Regions from separate parts of the Mus musculus genome. Here region 2 is linked to region 1. A link is a contact called in public Hi-C data. All regions are on one chromosome and are shown on one strand. Each heading gives the region's core, a stretch centred on a gene start, on an enhancer-like site or on the middle of the called end of the contact. The rest is flanking DNA. Distances are from core to core; before and after follow the strand shown.

Region 1 (4,618 bases), core at 1,219-3,718:
GCTCATGTATTGTATGGATGCATCACCTGTCAATTAAAAAGCCAGTAACCTATGGCAGGTCTTGCGCGCTCCAGACTGGCCAGCAGTAACGCTGCAACAGGATCCTTCTGCACACGTTTATTGGGAGAGCTTGATTGCAGAGGCGAAGAGACCCCGAGCCCAGAACTGGTGCTGCTTATATAGGCCTAGGAGAGGCGTGTCTCACACCCGGATTGGTTATGCACTAAGCCTCATTTGCATGTTCCTCATCTGATTGGCTACTCTCTCTCTCTCTGTACCTCACAGAGCCTCATTATCATACCTCATTTGCATGTCTCACATCTGATTGGTTATACTCTCAAAGCCTTATTATCATGCCCCGGCCAGGCAGTGTCTTTGCAAAAAACTTTACTGCATATGTTCACATTGGTTGTTGGTCCAAACTTATGCGTGGTGGCCAGCAGTAGTCAGTGCCACTCTGCAACGGCACATGCGGCTTCCCACAGGCAGGAAATTTAGGAGGTGTTACATCCGGGAGGCACACTAAAGAGTTGCCTGGGAAGATGTGATGAGATAGACACATGGTACCTGAGCATAGGTAACCAGCCACATGGCAGAATGTAGGTTAAAATAATTGGGTTATTTTAGTTATGATTCTAGTAGAGCACATAGAAGAAAAATAAGAGAATTCTACAATTCAAAAGAAGGGTCCGGAAAAGAGGCGTTACTAGTAGAAGGGTAATGTAAAACACTTCCATTAGGATGGTTGTCAGTTTTAAAAACGTGAAGATACTGGAAACTTGTGAGAATATACAATCAGGCAGACACAGATCTTCAACTTCTGGATTCAACAAAATTAAGAGACTCAAATAGATGTCAGTACAGCCTTCTTCCTAGAAGTCAGCCACGGAGAGCTGAAGGACCAACAAAGTGTAGCACAGATATGTAGCTAACTAGTACTCAGCATAGAAGAGCCGGAAATCAGGGTTAGCGCTACTGTACGGATACGGATACGTCATCAGGACATCACTGAGACCAGCCAGTCACAAATGGGCAAAGACTGGGTAATTCCACCTAGGGGAGTTACTTAAGAATAATTAAATTAGTAAAGATAGAAGAGAGAATGAGGCTTATTAGAAAAAGAAAGGGGAGGTGGGAGTTGTTTAATAGATGGGAGTATTGGTAACATATAAGTGCACTTAATTCCGTTTGAACCGTAAGCTTTAAAGGGGTTAAAATGGAGCTGGAGCGATGGATAGGTGGTTGAGAGCTCCTCTCTTGCACAGGACCCGCGCTCAGTTCCCAGCACCCGCCTTGAGAGCCTCACAATCGCCTCCAACGCAGGCTCCAGGAGAATGCGACGCCCCGTTTGACCCCGAGGGCGCTGAACTCAGGATACACGCCAACACCCAGATACATGATTAAAATAAGTCTTTGAAATATGGCTCAATTTATACCAAGAGAGTAGCAATAGCTAAGTAGGAAGAGCCAAAGAGAGGAGGAGCAAGAGAAAGGGGGGAGGGCGGGAACGGGGACAGTATTTGGGATGTAAATATATGAAATAATTAATTTTTTTTAAAAGGAGGAAGGGTATGGAAGCTTGAAGAGCGGGACCTGAGGTCTGTGAAGTTGCCCCCTCCTCCCCTCCCGGTCTTTGGGGTGATGGGGGAAGGAGAGGTCTGACAGGGGCTCTGGCAGGTTTATCAAAGAATTATCCTTTCTCCCCCTCCCTTCTCTCTTCCTCCTTCCCTTCCCTTCTGCCCCTCCCTCTCTCTCCCTCCCCCTCCCCCTCTCTCCCTCCCCCTCCCCCTCCTCTGAGTGGGCACAATGCTACCTACCCCAACCCTCCCAAGGCAACCCCAAGTCAGTGAGTTAAATTCAGAAGTCAGGGGAAGGCCTAGACGTCACTGGCTATTTTAAAAGAGCGTTTTAATCGCCATAAATCCGATTCTGCAGTCCCCCTAAGCCATGAGTGCTCGAAGGAGGCTCCAGTCCGCTAAAGGGGTGTGAATTTATTCCCAGGAGGTGACGGGGGAGGGGCGGCGCGGTAGGTTTTTAAACGTATAAAGTATAAAATTCCCATGGCCCACACAGAGATCCACAGTTTATCAACCTCGATAAGCGGGAGGCGACGAGAACACTCAAAGGGGAGGGGCGGTAACAACCTTGAACAAGGGCAGGGCGCCCTGGCTCGGAGCCCACGCAGATTCCCGGAGCCTCACCCGGCGCCGCCCTGCTCTGCGGAGGATTTGCTGGGCTCGGCGGCTCCGCCCCTCCCCGCCCTCGCGCAGTCTCAGCCCGCAGGGCTCAGCAGGGCCTGGCGCCTCCCGGGAGTCCGAGGCGGCGACGCCCATGCTGGCCGCGGCAATGTGTACAAAGCGCACGGCCGCTCAGGCAGCTGTGTCTCTGTGGCGCAATCGGTTAGCGCGTTCGGCTGTTAACCGAAAGGTTGGTGGTTCGAGCCCACCCAGGGACGGCAGCGTTCCTTTTAGCAAAAAACATTTTTAGAAATGTTTTCTGCCATCCTGGGACGCCCAATCTGTTTGATAGCTTTCTAGGGCTCAAGCTACAAGCGGGCCTGCTGCTTCCACTAATTTTCAAGAGGGTACATGTAAGTCTGCTTTTTGAGTTTGGTCCAATTCTGCTCAGGAACAGCTAGGTGTTTTTTGCACTGGAAACCGGCAACCGGGACCACCCAGAAACAGCACCATTTGTGTGGCTCAGAAAAAAAAAATAATAATAACAAAAAATAAAAAATAAAAACAACAGCAACAACAACAAAAAAAAAAAAAACAAAAAACGACCCGCGGACCCTACTAATACAGTCTACTTCCAAATGGATGAGCAACAGATAACATTGTGGGCAGAGAGTTTGGGGACAGCAGGCCACGCTGACTTTAGCTAAGTGGCTCCCAGACTTGGGCAATGGGTTTGAATCTAACTACATTATATTTAATCTTAGACTGCTGTCAATTTCCCCCATCACATTTAACTTTATCAGAAATTGTATAAGTTCGTGTTTAAAAGTTTTAAAAGAGAGCCAGGAGTGGCGGTGATGCCTTTAATCCCAGAACCCAGAAGGCAGTAAGGCAAATAAATCATGGTGAATTCCAGGACAGCCAGGGGTACATAGAGAATTCTTGTCACAGAGGACGTTTTATGTTTTTTTCACAAAAGACTTTCCATAAAGACAGGAAGTTGTGACGTGAGGGTTTTGTGTCTGGGATCTACACCCACTCCTATAGAATACAGAGAACGGGAGTCTACAGAGTGGTTCACAACCTGTGGGTCACGACCCCACTAGGATCGTATATTAGGAATTCTGCATTAAAGATATTAATAATGATTCATAACAGGAGCAAAATGACAACTATGAATGAAATAATTTCATGGTTGGTGGTCCCCATGAAGAACTGTATTAAAGGGTCACAGCATTAGGAAGAGTGAGACCCACTGTCCTATGTTGACGTAAACACTCCCGAGCTACACTGCAAGAGCTCTCACTGCTAGCCACATCTGGCTTCTGAGTACTTGAAATGTGACTAGGACAACTGAGGGATGAGTGTCAGAGTAACGCCAGGCCCTTGATTAACATGGGGTGGAGACGGTACTGTGCGTGCATCTAGCCCCGAGCTCTATCCTAGCACTAAACAGAAACAGCAGGAACAGGGCCTTACTGGCCTAGAACTCATGGCCCGGCTGCCTCAGCCTTCTGAGTGCTGGGATTATAGGTGTGCGCTGCCGTGACCAAGAAAGACTGGATGTCAGTGAATTTAGTCAAATGCAGTTTTAGTTTTTAAATATAATGTCTAATTTTATTGCATTTTTATTGACACATATGTATGTACATGCAACCACATGCATGTGGAGGTCAGAGAAAACTTTTGGAAACTGGTTCTCTTCTGCACCCTTAGGGGTCCCAGACACTGAACTCAGGTCTGTAGGCTCTGCAGGGAGCACCTTCACCTACTGAGCCATCTCACTGGGTTAAATTTAAGCAAATTTAAGTAAATGTGAGCAAGTAAATTACAAACAATTCAGGATTAGAGGATGAAGTTCAAGACTGCTATGGGTAGGGTGTTTGTGTTCCCCCGAGTTCCTGTGTTGAATTCCTCCCCGTTGATAGTACTGGGCCCTCATGAGGGGGTATGGCCCGCACAAGAGGCCAAGGGAACTGGTTTGTCCTTTCTACCATGGGGTACAGTAGCATCAGAAGCAGATGAGACCTCACAGGGCACCAAATCTGCTGGTGTTTTTGTTTGTTTGTTTTTGTTTTTCTGACACAGGCTTTCTCTGTGTAGCCCTGGAGTCTGGGAACTCGACAGGCTACCCTGGAACTTGAATGCTTCTACTAAATACCTGCTGACTTAAAAAGCCCAAAGGAGGCTGGGACACTAGGCAGAGTAAGAGAGAATTCCCTAGAATGTTGTTAGGCGCATGCCTCTCTGAAGTCTCCATAATGCAAGGCATGAAGATTCCACACTGCTTATTGGTACATACCTCACAGGAGAAGCAAAGAAAGAGTGGTGGGCCACATGATCATGTCTACACTGTAGGGAGTTGGGTTTGTTTGTTCGTTTGTTTTGAGACAGGGTTTCTCTGTGTAACAGAGCCCTGGCTGTCCTGGAATTTGTAGACC
Region 2 (4,618 bases), core at 1,162-3,661, 76 kb after region 1:
TATGTCCCCAACTTTCTGCCCCTTTTCATAATGGTTTTGTAACCATCCGAAGTCTCCATCACTGACTGTAATTATATTCTTCTGCCCCTATGCACATGGGCAGCACACGCCCGTCGAGAACTCCTGTCTGTATGTGTGCTTTTTCTAGAGTTGGCAGGGATTAGGGCTTGTGCACTTTGGACATAACCTTTCTGGAGACTTGAGATCCCCTCTTCTGCCAGCCTTCCCACTGAGAATTTTCATTTTAAAGAATACACTTCCAGAACTTGAATTATGCACAAGGAAGCAGCCCTTCCTGCCAGAACCAAGAACCTGGGGGAGAAGCCTGTCCCTTGTTCCCATTGTGTGGATTGTCTTTCCTGTTGTCAGTAGCTAGCCTTTCTGTAAACAGGCCTTCTGGGCATGTGGGGCTAAGATGGCTTTCACAGGTAAACTCAAAGCTTCCAAAGGCCAGCCTTGTCTTGTTCTCTCTCAAGATTCCAACAAGAGAAAAGTGGAAAGGCCTCCTGCCTGAGCTCTGTTTTCCTCAACAGATTCTTACACACTCCCTAGTAAGGAGATCCGCGTGGGTCACAGACACGCTATGATTTCAGTGTTTTTACCCAAGGTGGGGAGCTGACATCTGCACATGCGCTGTGCTCTGCGGCCTCCTCAGAGCTGAGTGCCAAGATTATACACGCTACTGCTCTCTCCTCGCTTAACTCACCCCAGCACTCCCACCTTCGGGTTTATATCCTCTGTCCTCAGCATCAGAACTAAACCCTTCACCCCCCTGTCCTTCAGGCTCCCTTCCCAGGCTCCTCTGCTTGGCCTTGCTTTATCTTCTCTGCCTCTGTGGAGTAGTCGCTGCCTCCTTCTCCGTCCTTGTGCCTGTCTGAAGCTAGAGCTGCCTATTTCCAGGAGAGGTCTTTCAGAACATTGCCCAGGCCCCTCCAGAAGTACTGTGTTTGGTACCAGCATTTGTTTGTAGTTTTTATATGTGATTGTGCTATTGTTCTGTGTTAAGCTAATGGATCAATGGACTTGTTTACAATGTGATATTTTCTATTAAATTTAATATTTTCAAATAAAAAAAAAAGAAGTAGTTCTTTATTTCCAAAGTTCAAACAAATAAACAAACAAGAAACGCACCTCAGGAGAAATGAAGGAATGTATCTGTAGGAAGGCTTTTTTTCCCCCTTCCTGTCTTTACATCAGCAATAAGTAAGGCGTTGGGTGGAAAGACCAATAGCCAATCTGAAATCTTACTTCCTTCATAATACACAAGGTCACCTTTTTACTTAAGGTTTGTTTGTTTGTTTGTTTGATTGATTGATTGATTTTGCTCCTCTCCAATTGATTCCTTCCATTCATTTCCATTCCTTCCATTTTCTGAGGTGTTGCTGGTGTGTGTGTGTGTGTGTGTGTGTGTGTGTGTGTGTGTGATTAACAAACTATAAATAAGTACTTATTCACTTGAGGCAGGTATGATACTTGAGCCAGCATTGGAGAGCTGAGACGGAGGAAGGAGAGCTGGGTACAAGCCTGGCTACAGAGCAAGACCCTGATAATTAGCTGTACTACCCTACAAATCACGTGCAATATTTTCAACCCATATAGTGCAGTGAGTAAGGTATTTCACACTTCAGCCAAACACACACATACACAGATATATTTAACTTAAACAAAAATGGTGCCGGGCGTGGTGGCGCATGCCTTTAATCCCAGCACTTGGGAGGCAGAGGCAGGCGGATTTCTGAGTGCGAGGCCAGCCTGGTCTACAAAGTGAGTTCCAGGACAGCTGGGGCTATACAGAGAAACCCTGTCTCAAAAAACCAAAAAAATTAAAAATAAAAAAAAAATGGTGAAGTTTTCTTCTGGTGTTTTTTGTTCTTCTTTTAAAATAAAGATGGATCCTGACATGTAGTTGGGAATATAACAATTTAATATATAACAATATATCATATTCTGTATGAACTGTGTAGTTCATACTCTGTATGGCAGTGTGGTACACAGTCAGATTCTCACTTTTTGTAGCCATTCTATAGACTAATTGAATGTAAAAGGAAAAACATATTGAGGTCCTATTACTATCTGGCATATAGTTCCAGGTTCCATGATACCCAGAGCTAAGCGAGATTCAGCCCTTGCTTTTGGACTCAAATGGCAATGACAGAAGATAGTAACTTGGAGCAGGCACTGCGCTGTCGGAATAAACAGTGTGTGCCAGCAGAGGAGCGAGCAGCTTGTTCTCCCAGAGCATGACCTGAAAGGGCTCGGTAGCACAGAGACTCGGGAACGAGGTCATACGCACCGAGGGAGAATTTTCCAGGGTGAGAGAGAAGAGATTCCTGGCAGAAGGAACTCTGTATACAAAGGCAAGGAGCTGAAACGTGTGGCCAGGGCTTAGGGACGCATGGAGAAATCAGGTTCGGAACCCAGTTCTCTTATTACAGGGTAGACTTTATTCTGTAGTGAGAAGCCTAAGGAGTGTGTAAGATGGAACATCTGCGCGCTCACACTCGCACGCAGGCACCCATGCGTGCATGTTTGGAGGTCAGAGGGCGGTCTGTGGGAGTTGATCCCCTCCTTCCGCCACATGGTTCCCGGGAATCGAAATCCTAAGGCTTGCCAGAAGTGTATTTATCCTCTGAGCATGTGGCTGGGCTCCTCTGTCAGCTAATTAAAGGGTGATTACAGGCAGGAGATTCTTTGCAACTGCTTCCTGTGGGAAGATGGTCTAGGTCCCAGAGTTGTGGTGGTTACTTCTCTTGTTACTTTGACAAAAATAGCAGACAAAGCAACTCCTAGGAAGAGAGGCTCGTTCTGATTCACACTTGAGATTTACTGAGCATCAGGCAGGGAAGATGGGCTGGCATGGCCCTGTTCACGGATGAGCCTGCTCGAATCTTGACCAGCCAGGAAGTAGAGAACTAGGTCAGAAGAAGGTCCACACTGCATCCCTCAGATGCCTGTCTACAGTATCCTCCATCCATCAGTGAGGGTCCCTGCTGTCAGTTGGAGACCAAGTGTTTGAACATATGAGCCTGTGGAAAATATTCCATATTCAAGTCATAGCAAGAGTTCATTTCCATTCTGTGTCTGGCATTTTCTGATGTTTACTGGATTTACACGGAATTTCTTCTTCTTCTTCTTCTTCTTCTTTTTTTTTAAATGAAGAATGGGTCCTTGATCTTGAAGAGTTTCTGTCTAGTGGGAAACAGAGACGCAAGTTACTTTAATAGTGTAATGGGTGAGAGTTACACTGCAGGAAAAGAGCAGAGAAGCCAAGCTGAGACAATCAGGCCCCTTTGGAAGGGGATGCATGGGTGGATCCTAGGAGAGCAACAGGAGCTGGCCAGGGGAAGCAGCGGGCAAGCCTGGGATGGGAGCCCAGGGGTGAGTAACACTGGTGTGAAGTGGGGGGTTTGATGGGGTTCTGGTAGTGCAATTTGAAGGTATATTCGGAGCCTCCAGGCCACGCTAAGGTTTTGTCCTGTGGTGGGGAGATCATTTGGGTGTTCAGTCATGGAAATGGCATGAGCAACTTAGTGTCTAAGCTTATTTTGATAATGTAACAGTAACAGCTGGGCTGGAGAGCTGGCTCAGTGGTTAAGAGCACTGGCTGTTCTTCCAGAGGTCCTGAGTTCAATTCCCAGCACCCACATGGTGGCTCACAGCTGTCTGTAACTCCAGTTCCAGAGAATCAGATGCCCTCTTCTGGCCTCGGGCACTGTATGCTTGTGATGCACAGACATACTGGCAGACAAAATACCCATACACATAAAATTAAAATAAGATCTCAAAAAGTATCTTTAAGATAGTAATAGCTAACCTTCATCAAATACTTGTTGTGGGCAAGGTACGATTGTAAATGCTTTACTCCGCTAAAACAGTCCTATTGTTAGTGGCTTTGCTTGCCAGGGAATTTAGTGACTGACACACAGAGAGGTGGAGCAGCTTGCTGAAGTTTGCACAGCCATTGGCAGCACAAGCACCTAATCCTCCGTAGTCTTGCTCTAACTCCCAGTGATGGGTTGCTGGGGATGGGTGAGCGAAGGAATGGCTGTGGGTGGCTCTAGGGCAGTGGTAGAACATGGGATGGGGTGGGGTGGGGGACTGCTAATTGGTTGGCTGGCCTTTACAGATACCAGAGGTGTGTTCTCACAGCTGTGGAGGCTGAGGCCCAGGTCAGGGTGCTGTCAAGACTGGGGTCTAATACTTTCTCGGCCAATATGTATATGTCTACTGTTTTGTTTTCTATTTTGTCTGATTGGTGTTTTGTTTTGTTTGGGAGCTTTAGGGGTGTTCTGGCTATTTTAAAAAGCAAGGTATTATTGTGTAATCCAGCCCTCCAGAGTTCTGGGATTACTGGTGCGGTGTGCGGTATGTACTGTGGCGGTGACTGTGGCCACCTCCCTCCAAATTGTACCGTCACATGCTTCTCCTCTCTGAGTCTTTACAAAGAATCTGACCTTACCAATCAGGGCCATGCCCATAAGCTCATTTAACCTTCATGACTTCCTCAAAGGCCACAGCTCCAAATGGAGCCAGTTAGAACCTCAACATAGGAACTCTGCAGGACACAAGCATTCAGTCCATCAGAGCAGCAGCTGTGGGAAATAACTGAGACACGACA

The links. Hi-C and Micro-C count contacts between places; a contact is called where the count stands out from the background.
Region 2: a Hi-C map of uterus shows a contact between it and region 1, with 3 times the contacts expected there. The contact joins the enhancer-like site here to the promoter of 2310047D07Rik in region 1. A contact is called at or near these places in 1 of 39 promoter capture datasets (hematopoietic stem and progenitor cells), 4 of 484 Hi-C or Micro-C datasets (the Patski cell line, brain, trophoblast stem cells and 1 more) and 1 of 115 datasets of contacts at active chromatin or transcription factors (embryonic stem cells).

The regions. Positions count from the first base shown.
Region 1 is chr5:149,226,838-149,231,455 of GRCm38.p6, reverse strand. It overlaps 2310047D07Rik (a long non-coding RNA gene), which reads right to left and starts at 2,468. Exons shown (of 2, transcript XR_003956021.1): 1 at 2,145-2,468. n-TNgtt14 (a tRNA gene) reads left to right here and starts at 2,382; the gene lies at 2,382-2,455.
Region 2 is chr5:149,150,579-149,155,196 of GRCm38.p6, reverse strand. The region is part of intron 1 of Mm2pr (macrophage M2 polarization regulator); the gene reads left to right. It overlaps Gm42788 (predicted gene 42788), which reads right to left. Exons shown (of 2, transcript NR_137278.1): 2 at 1,657-3,189. It also overlaps the pseudogene Gm8615. Among named protein-coding and RNA genes, the nearest start is that of Gm42788, 8.6 kb to the right of the region's middle. Within about 2 kb of position 2,411, at least 42 of the 459 cell types and tissues checked have an H3K27ac peak or open chromatin away from gene starts, as enhancers often do. A contact at or near this core is called in brain and uterus, where this site is marked.